Linked DNA regions of Pan troglodytes: region 1 is linked to region 2. The links are chromatin contacts, called in public Hi-C maps. All regions are on one chromosome and are shown on one strand. Each heading gives the region's core, a stretch centred on a gene start, on an enhancer-like site or on the middle of the called end of the contact. The rest is flanking DNA. Distances are from core to core; before and after follow the strand shown. Region 1 overlaps MEIS1 (Meis homeobox 1). Region 2 holds the start of ETAA1 (ETAA1 activator of ATR kinase).

Evidence for each region. A called contact is a pair of places that touch in the nucleus more often than the background predicts.
Region 1: a contact with region 2 is called in a Hi-C map of stem cell-derived neural progenitor cells, with 6 times the contacts expected there. The contact joins the enhancer-like site here to the promoter of ETAA1 in region 2. A contact is called at or near these places in 1 of 7 Hi-C or Micro-C datasets (stem cell-derived neural progenitor cells) and 1 of 1 datasets of contacts at active chromatin or transcription factors (stem cell-derived excitatory neurons).

The regions. Positions count from the first base shown.
Region 1 is chr12:56,148,503-56,153,985 of NHGRI_mPanTro3-v2.0_pri, reverse strand. It overlaps MEIS1 (Meis homeobox 1), which reads left to right. Exons shown (of 13, transcript XM_063789038.1): 13 at 1-576. Among named protein-coding and RNA genes, the nearest start is that of MEIS1, 140 kb to the left of the region's middle. Within about 2 kb of position 3,730, at least 11 of the 24 cell types and tissues checked have an H3K27ac peak or open chromatin away from gene starts, as enhancers often do. A contact at or near this core is called in stem cell-derived neural progenitor cells, where this site is marked.
Region 2 is chr12:55,325,158-55,330,731 of NHGRI_mPanTro3-v2.0_pri, reverse strand. It overlaps ETAA1 (ETAA1 activator of ATR kinase), which reads left to right and starts at 3,285. Exons shown (of 6, transcript XM_001167176.7): 1 at 3,285-3,670; 2 at 5,174-5,302; 3 at 5,555-5,574. The coding sequence starts at 3,448. It overlaps LOC100612620 (a long non-coding RNA gene), which reads right to left and starts at 4,293. Exons shown (of 8, transcript XR_010149111.1): 1 at 3,919-4,293.

The DNA of each region.
Region 1 (5,483 bases), core at 2,481-4,980, 820 kb before region 2:
GACTGGTAGGAGGAGGCATGGAAACCAAAAGGCCGTGTGTTTAGAAGCCTAATTGTCACATCAAGCATCATTGTCCCCATGCAACAACCACCACCTTATACATCACTTCCTGTTTTAAGCAGCTCTAAAACATAGACTGAAGATTTATTTTTAATATGTTGACTTTATTTCTGAGCAAAGCATCGGTCATGTGTGTATTTTTTCATAGTCCCACCTTGGAGCATTTATGTAGACATTGTAAATAAATTTTGTGCAAAAAGGACTGGAAAAATGAACTGTATTATTGCAATTTTTTTTTGTAAAAGTAGCAGTTTGGTATGAGTTGGCATGCATACAAGATTTACTAAGTGGGATAAGCTAATTATACTTTTTGTTGTGGATAAACAAATGCTTGTTGATAGCCTTTTTCTATCAAGAAACCAAGGAGCTAATTATTAATAACAATCATTGCACACTGAGTCTTAGCGTTTCTGATGGAAACAGTTTGGATTGTATAATAACGCCAAGCCCAGTTGTAGTCGTTTGAGTGCAGTAATGAAATCTGAATCTAAAATAAAAACAAGATTATTTTTGTCATGCTGACTCCACTGCTTGAAAAATTTGTTTACTGCCCCCCAGATTTTTAAAGATTAATACAGTAAATATAAAAATTAATTTTGGCTCCCTAAGCCATATATGTATTTGACAATTTTAACCACAAAGTAAGTTATTTAATAATAACCACTGATTTCTTTAAGCTGACTTAATGAACTCCTGATATCAGCAAATTTGAGGCCTAAAGGCACTAAACTAACTCTAGACTCAGAATTACATCCAACAGAATTACTCATCTAATATCAGTGAAATTATTCTTGCACATAAAGGCAAACCTAAGTACAAAGTTAAGTCTTTTACTAAAGGATGTTACCTAGGATGAGCAGTATATGTTTATTAGGAAATTAACTACACGAATTGAAGAGACCAGACTTCAAAATCTAATTTTTATAAATATGCTCTATGTTCTCATTGGATAAAACTGGTTATTAACCAATTTTCCAGAACAGCTGTACAAGATTTCTGCATGGCAGCCGGCTAAATGGTAGAAAATAATATGTTTAAGCTGGAATAGCTTATAATTTTATTTAAATAAAATTGCTGCTATAAAAAGTGCTTCCCAAAGCTAAGGAAAATATACAAATATTTTAATTAAGGCAAATTCGTTTTAAAAAATAAGCCTTTCAGTAGTGATTGCTTTGTAAACAAAGGATGGGTCGGAGGAGAGAGAGCCTTAAACTCAAGTCTGACATTCAGGCCCAAGTCACCCTATAAACCGGCCCTTAGCAATTCTATTTTCTATTCGAAAAGAGAAACCAGCTGTGGGTTGGCTTTACTAGGTGATGTGTGATTGACTGACTCACCTGCTGGAGTAGCAATGCATTCTCACCTTTTGCTGATGGGGCCTTGTTTCTAAACACGTGGATGCGCAGAGAGCAAGGCTCAGCCTACTGCAGCCATCTCTGGCAGCGCCTCTACCCGTCCCCAGCCCATAGATGGGATTGTTTAAATCTCCCTTGTTGACCTAGTGGCAATTCTTCCTCTACCTAAATAGTCGATGTGAGTGAAATCATTCTCTTTTGATAGGTGGTTGCTAGCAGTTAACAACCATTTATTTACTTTAAAAATTAATAATAAACTTTATAAACTAACTGTCTATTTGCTCCTCCTCCCCAGTACATGCCCGGGTGAGTTGGTTATTTTCAGCCTTTATTCCTGAGGAGGCTCAGGATGGGTGGGGGAGGGAAAGAAAGGGGAGGAGGTGTGGTGGGGAGAGGGAGAGAGGCGAGAGGGAGAGACAGAGAGAAAGAGAGAGGCGCTAGGGGAGGGAGGTTTACAAGTGAAGAGTAGTTAGGGAATATGGTGATTCTGAAGAATCGAGATCAGCAGTGTCCAGGAATTAGAAAAAATAAACTGCTATTTCCGTGAGTTCCCCCTCTGTGAGCCATTTAGGTGAGAGCCTCGCTCTTCGCAGTTCCTTTCTTCCCCTGCCTCGATGCCCTCCCCTCTTAATGCTATTTTAGCTTTTCCTCTTGTAAATTTCAGAGCCAGCTCGAAGGTTATTGAGGACACTTATCCGAAAGAGGCAAATAATAGAGGTGCTGAGAGTGTTTTTGATGTTTCCTAAAAGGCAAAAACAAAACGCCCTCCTCTAAACAAGGGCACAAAATTGTACCTGGTTTTTATTTTTATTTGGTGGTGGGGGGGTGGGGGGGGGTGGAAAGGGGGCTGGCTCTGGCTGAATGAGACTACTTTTTAATATGATTTAAATTTTTTTCAAAAAATTAAAAATATTTTACCCTATCATATTTAATCAGCTGTAATTATAACACATTCAAAATGAATAATATGCCTTGACAGTATTTTTATTGTTATTGTTCATTGCATGATGTTCGACTGCTTTAGAAGCACAGGAAAGAGAAGTAAACGCGCTACAAATGGGGAATTACCCTCGTTTAGCATTAAAATTCATTTAGATAAAATTGCCACAAACATTTAAATGGGAAGATTAGTTCCCCCTCACGCCTTATTGCACTCGCTCAATGGTTCCGTTAAGAACATTTTACACGTTGGAAATTCCGTCTTCTCAGACGGCTTGCTGTTTCCTAGTTACCCACATTCAAAGCAAAGGCAGCAGCAAAGGCAGCCGCAGCAGCAGCAGCAGGGAAAAAAAAAAAAGTTTTGGCAACTGGTCTGCAATTCATCCGCTGCTCGCCCCAGTCTCCCCTCCGCCCGCTGCAGTCTGCCCCCACCCCTTCCCCTTCCCCACCCCTACCTCTTTCCCCTCATTATGTAATGCGCAGAGTCCCGTCCTCGAGGAAACACGTTGCCTAGTTGTGTAGTATTTATATACAATGTTAAAATACAAAGAAAGACCCTAAAGTCAGTCGAGTCGGTTCCTCTCTGGGTCTCCCTCTCCCTCTCCTGTTCTAAAATGAAGATTTAGCTTGAATGTGCTGAGTTTCTCACATCCCGTACCCTGAGGCCACAAGGCACGTTTTTTGGCTTTCATTTCTGCCAGGACTTTTCCAGGAAATTCACCACTGCTTTTCGCTTGTATTAGAAACGTGTGAAAGAATTCGTCTGAAAAGTCCATGCACCGTCTAGCTTTTCTCTCCCCCTTTTTTTTCTTCTCCTTCTCCTCCTCCTCCTCCTTCTCTCTCTCTGTCTCTCTCTCCGCCCCCCACTCTCGCACTCCCCCATCCTCCTCTCTCCCCCTCCCTTCGCAGAGCCACAGGAAAAGAGGAAAGTCGGCTTCGACTGCCATCTTTTGGGGATTTCGAAAAACGACTCGGTAGGAAACGGAGGGAGGCGGAGGCGCGGGAGTGGGGGAAACCCCCTTATTATCCAGTGTCGGAACTGGCTCCCTTAATCTGATGCTTAAATATTTGATGTGGAAAAATTACCCATAAAATTAGTTACTAACAATTTCAAATTGAAATCACTTATCGAATTATAAACGCATTAAAGCTGTATGGATGGTATTAGGAGTTCCTCGGGAGGCAGCGGGTGTCTCCTTGAAGTGAGCCAGGCGGGCGAGTTTCGCCCCGGGGAAAAGAGCCCCCAGCCGAGCCCGGGGGCAAGGCCGGGAGGGCGGCGCTGCAACCTGGGCGCAGGGTCCGGGTCAGGGGGATCGAGCGGGCGGCCGGGTCCTGGTGGAGGCTGCGGCTGCTTCGGCTCGCGGGGGCGGGGAGAAGGGGAGGGGAAGGAGCCTTGGTGGGAGGCTCCGACCCCGGAGCAGAGGCGCCTACCAGCAAACTTCGTAGTGAAGTCGCAGGATTCTGAAAAGGAAAAACGCAAGCCCTGCCCTCCCCCTCCCTCTCGCGTCTCCCACGCGGCGTGCAGACCTCGCGCTCGACTTTGCGATCGGGGTTAGTTGCTGTGTGCAGTGTCCCCCAAGTCTGCGGGAGGAGCGGAAGGGTATAGGCTCCAGTCCTGGGGTTGGGCCCGGCTCCGTGCCCCGAGAGGAAATCCAGCGGGCAACTGCGCAGAGCTCCAGCCAGGACGGGCTACCCCTGAGTCCCTCGATGCGCTGGGTCCCGGCCTAGGCCCCAGTGCGTGGGCGGGCAGGTCTTTGCCCCGAGACCACAGCTCTGGCCGCGGGGGGTGGGGAGGTGGTTGCACGGGCGCCTGCCTTACCCTCCTGCCCTCACCCCCATCTGAGAGTCTAGTCTAAGGGACTGTTGACTTTGTCTCTGGAGATGGGGCGACCAGGGGTCTGCGAAGGAGGTTGTGGAGAGGCACCTCCTGGGTGCAGGTCCGGGCGCTCTTTCCTCGGAACCTCACGGAGTGCTTTGTAGTAGCCCGGAGACTTCCTAATAGACTTTGCCACATCGGGGGCCCCAGACTCCAGAGTCCCATAGTGGCCCTGGGAGCGCGACCCAGAGAGCCTGGGGGCTGGGGGGCACATGGAACGCGTGCACGGCCCGCTAGGAGGGCGTTGGGAGGAGAGTGCCGGAGTCTGGAGCCGCAGCCGGGAAGCCGTAGACAGCACCCCGACGCCTTAGGCAGAAGCTCCTCAGGATCAGTTTAAAAGCTCTGCAAATTTCCCCAGCCTTTCGGATACCCTCAGGCCCTTGGCCCACGGGAAGGCAGTAAAAACGTAACTTCATGCTGCAAAGCTCCCGGGTAGGCGCTTGGACGCCGATGGAGAGAGGCGTGGAACTGGGTAGTGGGGCGCCCTGCCTGGCTGGGCACTTTTCCTTGTCTCATTCTCGTCTCCCATGCCATGCCTTACCCACTGGCTGCTAGCGGCGCGTTTCACTTAAGGTGGCCACGGTGCGGAGACTACAGGAGCCTGGGAATCCCAGGGTTTGGGGAAAAAGTAGTGAGCGAGAAAGGGGGGGTCGGGGACCTGAGGAAGACAGCTGATGGCTGGGAGAGGGAGGGCTCCCTTTTCGGCCCGCTCTACCCGCCAAGGAGTCTGAAACATTCTCTCCCTAGGCGGAGCTGAAAGGAAAAACAAACAACGTATTGAGCAATCAGTTCGCCAACATCTGAGCTTTAAAGCGCCTTTGCTCTGAAAATAGTACCCTGGGGGTCTCAGTGGGGAGATGGGGGAAGCATTTTTAGGGCCTTGATTCTGGCTTGCCGCGCCCCACGGGTCACCCCTCCGCGCGCTGCCTCCTGGCATCCCGGCGCTCTCAGCCCACTGAGGGGAAACCCGGGCGGTGAAGCCCTGGAGAAAAGGGATTTAGTTTTAAGCCAGTCTCCCATCGATCGGGTCGGTAATTTCTACCCCTGCCCACTCGCAGACACACTCACCTCTACCCTAAAGCATTAAGGCCATTACGCGAGCAATGATCTTAATCTCCAGGCGGAAAACGAGTCCCGGGACCTCGCCGATTGGGGAAGCAGTGAATAAAGTCACCTGCTTCTGGCACCCGCTTGGCCCGCTCCTCCCGGTGGGGGCCGTGTGTGGCAGGGAGCGCCGAGCGGGGGTCCCTAGC
Region 2 (5,574 bases), core at 2,036-4,535:
ATTTTAAAAGATGTAATATCACTTGTATTCCAGTCTTATCCGGTTATAAATAAATAAAACTAAACAATGGTTTAAATACATGTAGGTAAAAAACAATCATGGAAAGAAAAAGTATTAGTAGAAGGTCAAACACTGAGGAAAAATAATGGAATTATCTATTCACAACGGTTTATATGGTTTATATAACTGCTAGACCTGAATCTCAAATTTAGTTCTAGGATTTCTGTCAGCAAAACTAAAGAGTAAAAACAGAATAGTTTACAAGATAGAAGAAATATATCAGCTCCTCAGTAGGAACTAAGATCTTTGCCTTACATTAACATTTTAAACATTTTAATTGATAAATATAACATGTGTGTAGAAAATGAACAAAATGTACAGCTCAGTAGATTACCACAAAGCAAATACTTTTGTAATTAACAACTAGAACATGAAAATAAACAAAGCCAATAAATACATGAAATTCTCTCCTCCCTCTGTCCACTTCTAATCACTGTCCCTTCCCCCTCCCAAAGGTAACTATTATCCTGACCTTTATGGTAATCATTCCTAGATTTTTCTTTATCATTTTAACACTAAAGCTTACATCCCTATACAATATAGTAGAACTTTGCCTGATGGAATTTATATGGGATTTATTTAACATTATGGAGGAGGGTTGGGAGGTCTAGCTTTTTTTTGCTCAACTTTATGTTTGTCAGATTTATCCATGTTGTCGCACAGAGTTGTAGTTTTCATTTTCATTGCTATTTTGTTGTGTGAATATAGTTCAATATATTTATCATTCTACTGTTGGAAAGCATTTGGTCCACTTACACTATGAAGTAATTTTGAATTGAATTTTACTGCTAAAAGCATTTTTCTTCCTCTTTGTTTTTTCTTTTTTTTTTTTCTGTTGCCCAGGCTGGAATGCAGTGGCACAATCATAACTCACAGCAAGTCAACTTCTGGGCTCAAGTGATTCTCCTTCCTAGTAGCTGGGACTACAGCCATGCGCCAAAATGCCCAGCTAATTTTTTGTATTTTTTGTAGAGATGGGTTTTCGCCATGTTGCCCAGGCTGGTCTCAAACTCCTGGGCTCAAGCAGTCCACCTGCCTCGGCTTCTCAAAGTGCTGGGATTACAGGCATAAGCCACTGCATCCCACCAAAGCATTTTTATAAACTGTATCTTGATGAACAAGTCCATGCATTTAAACAGAGAATATTCCTCAGAGTGGGATTGCTAGATCAAAAACTGGTTTCCAAAGTGGTTGTGCCAAATTATACTCTCACCAGCAGTACATGACAGCTTCCATTGGTTTACTGCCTCGATACCTATATTGTCAGTCTTTTTAACTTTAGCCATTCTGATATGGTTTTCATTTGCATTTTCCTGATTAAAAATGAATCTGATTTTTCCATAAGTTTGTTGATAATATTTTCTCTTGTGAAGATCCTGCTCAAGGGTCTCATCCACTTTTGGTTTTGACAGTCATCATTTCCTTAGTGATTTGTATCAGTTCTTCATATAACCTATATATAGGCCCTTAAATATGTCTTATAAATATTTTCTCCCAATTTGTGCCTTGCCCTTCCTTCTCTTTAATGTTGTTTTTGAATGGACAGAAGTTCCCAAATTATCAATTTTGTGTAGTCACATTTATAATTATGCCTGGTGACCTTTGTTTTATTTCAAATGCGTTCTCTGTCATGAAGACAATTTATACCTTCTAAAATGTTATTTTATCTTTTACAATTAAATTTATAATGAATATATATGCACTTGATTTGGGGATAAAGTTTGAGGTAAAGGTCATGTTTCTTTCTTTTTCTACATGAATATCAAATAGACCAAGCACTATTTAATTTCAAAAGTCCTTTTACCATTGCTCAGAAGGGTCACCTTTGTCTTAAATCGTGTTCATTTATATGGAAGTCTGTTTCTGTGCTATCCTGTTTCTTTCATCTTTGTCTATCCTGACACCATCATAACACTGTCTTAATTACTATAACTTTACATAAGTCTTGATACCTGGTAGATATCAACCCTCATTATTCTTCGAGAGATCTTCAAGAGTTTATTGATAATTTTGGTCCCTTGCATTTTCATATAAATTTTAGAAAAGACTTACCATGTTACACACACACAGTCACACACTGGGCCTTCATATGTATTTATGTTGAATCTATAGGTCAGTTTGGAAATAGCTGACATTGTAACAATATTGAGTCTCACAACCCATGAACATAGGGTAACCATTTATTTAGGTCTTCGTTTTCTTTCAAAAAAAAATTTTTTTTTTTTTTTTTGAGACAGGGTCTTGCTCTGTTGCCCAGGCTGGAGTGCAGTGGCGCAATCTCGGCTCACTGCAAGCTCCACCTCCCGGGTTCAAGCAATTCTCTGCCTCAGCTCCCGAGTAGCTGGGATTACAGGCACCCGCCACCACGCCTGGCTAATTTTTGTATGTATGTATGTATGTATTTACTTATTTTACACGAAGTCCCCCTCTGTCGCCCAGGCTGGAGTGCAGATGCGCGATCTCGGCTCACTGCAAGTGCAGTGGCGCAATCTCGGCTCATTGCAACCTCCGCCTCCCAGGTTCAAGCAATTCTCCTGCCTTGGCCTCCCCAGTAGCCGGGACTACAGGCACGCACCACCATACCCGGCTAATTTTTTGTATTTTTAGTAGAGACGGGGTTTCGCCATGCTGGCCAGGCTGGTCTTGAACTCCTGACCTCGTGATCCGCCTGCCTCGGCCTCCCAAAGTGCTGGGATTACAGGCTTGAGCCATGGCGCCCGGCCTCAAAAATGTTTTATAGTTCTCTTTGTAGGAAGGACAATCTTTAACTTATTCCTAGTTACTTGCTATCTCATGCACTATTATAAATAGTACCTCTTTAAAACTTCAATTTTATATTTGTTGCTAATCTATTGAAACACATTGGTCTTTGAATATTGACTTTGTATCCAGCAACTCTAAATTAATTTAGTAATTTTTTCTACTTTCTTTTGGATTTTTCTATGCACATATCATCTATGAAAAATTAGCTGTATTTCCTCTTCTTGAGAAATTCGAAGACTCTCAATAATCTGAATTTGACTAACGTGCAATTTTCGTTGTAAATTCAATAAAAAGTTGCTAGTGTATTCAATCTCCTTTCCAACTCACAAGCTCCCACTCTCGACTACTACCCGAACAACCCCCACCAGTCTGGAGGATTTTGAGCCTAGACACTCCTCCAGAGCAGGCTCCTGTCCCGGCTGCGGAAGTGCGCGCGCCCTGGGCACCTTAACAGTTCCGCCCCTCTCCCGGACCCAGCCAATCAGCGGCCGCATCTTGCGCGCGCCCCACCGACCAAAATGGCGGCTGCCGTTGGTGCCGGGTGCGGTTTGTAGTGCTGTTGCCCTACTCATCCCTTTGCAAAATGTGAAAGAAGAAGCGGCTGGTGGAGGCGGGCCATAGGCAATGAGTCGGCGAAGGAAACATGATGACAGCCCTAGCCCGAAGAAAACGCCGCACAAAACAGCGGCGGCGGAGGAATGCGGCTCGGTGGTCGAGCCAGGGAGGAGGCGGCTGAGATCGGCCCGCGGTTCGTGGCCCTGCGGGGCTAGAGAGGGGCCTCCCGGGCCAGTGCGGCAGCGAGAGCAGCCTCCGACCGCCGCCTTGTGCAGTAAAAGTAACCCCGAGGGTGAGACGTCGGCAGCGCGGCCTGCCTTGGGTTCGGCGCCGCATCCCCACAGCCCAGCTTGCAACAGGGAAATCTGGGGTGGGGGTGGAGTCTGGAGCGTGTATTCTGTCTCTGGGATTCACCCCTCGAGAGTCCAAAAATAATCCTATACCACTCCCCGATGGGCTTTTGTCCCCGAACTTAAGCACTACCCCGTTAGGTTTGACCATCCATTTGCCTCCGCCACAGGAATAGGTAATGTGGTTTACCTGTTTGCGGGAGGGCGGCTGCTTTCCAGGCTGCTCCTCCAGTCAGCAGCAGTGGTGGAGTGAGAAGAAACAGCTGATAGGCCCGCTAACCTCAGTTTTTGCCCGGAGAAGTTAGTTCTCTTTAAACCCTTTTTTTCCCCGTGACCTGCTTTAGAGAAGAGTTCATAGGAAAAGTTAAAAGTTTGTCTCAAAGCCTGGTAGATGTCTCACCTCATTGTGAATAAACCGGAAGTTCCTGTGTGTAACATCCCTCCAAATAAGATACTAAGGATCTCTTTCGTCTCGATTAGTTTTAGGTGTTACTTTTTAAAAGACTTCTAGTAAATCTTAGTTGGAACTGAAACTCATACAAAAGCCTTTATTCTGGAGCATGTTCTTGAAATAGTGCTTTTTTTTTTTTTTTTTTTTTTTTTTTTTACCTTACGTGTCTTTTTTCTTTTGGGAAAGAATCTCGCTCTGTCACCCAGGCTGGAGTGCAGTAGCACAATCTCGGCTCACTGCAACCTCCGCCTCCCGGGTTCAAGCGATTCTCCTGCCTCAGCCTCCCAAGTAGCTGGGACTACAGGCGTGTGCCACCTCGCCTGGCTAATTTTTTGTATTTTTGGTAGAGACAGGGGTTTCACCGTGTTAGCCAGGATGGTCTCGATTTCCTGACCTCGTGATCCACCCGCCTCGGCCTCCCAAAGTGCTGGGATTACAGCCACCGCGCCCGGCCACCTTACATGTCTTTAATAATACTCCTATAAAGCAATTTGGGAATGAACAAAAATCTTTATAAAAATTTGAAAGTGATTCTAGACAAAAATTCCCAAGCATTGGATCACTAATGGTTTTTGAAGAATGGCAATTAATGTAGATTAGATAGAGTTGGTGAAAGGGGGCTAAACATATTTAGGTTTCTGTTGGGTTACTTTGGATTTTTGAATGTACCTATAAATTACAGATGGTTCCCCAAAGCCTCCAAGACTCAATGGTAATAAATAGAATGACTTAGGTTATACAGTATTGTATTATGCATTCATAAAGCTTCTGGATTATCTAGAAGTGTTTGCTATTTACAATGTGAAGTTTGCGAAGTGCCGCGTGGATTTTTATGTGAAACAAGCATTTCTGTTACGGTTCAGGTAATTATCTCTGGGAAAAAAAATTATCTTGGACTATAAAAGTTAGTCTCAGCTATTTGACCTTGGGGTCTTACGAAGTAAGGTAATGCTTTAAAATGCAACAATTGTTATTTTACTCATATTTTATATAGAAAGGTATGAAACACCAAAGAGAGCGCTGAAAATGGACTCACTGTCATCTTCCTTCAGTTCTCCTAATGATCCAGATGGACAGAATGATATCTTTTGGGATCAGAATTCTCCATTGACAAAGCAGTTAGGTAATTAATTATTAACATTTTTTATGTGAGTAAATATTTGATAAATGATTCAGATTTAACTAGAATTCTAGTCAGATAATAGCATCGGGAACCTCTGAGAATGTTATATGATTTTATCTGTATAAGTATGTGATGTAAACACATAATCCTCTAAGCTGCACTAAATAAAATTACTTTCTAAGAAGTGACAGCTGTTTTTTAAAATTGAGGGTTTTTTGTTTAAAATTTATAGAAATGTCTTTGTTTCTTTAGGTAAAGGAAGAAAAAAACAG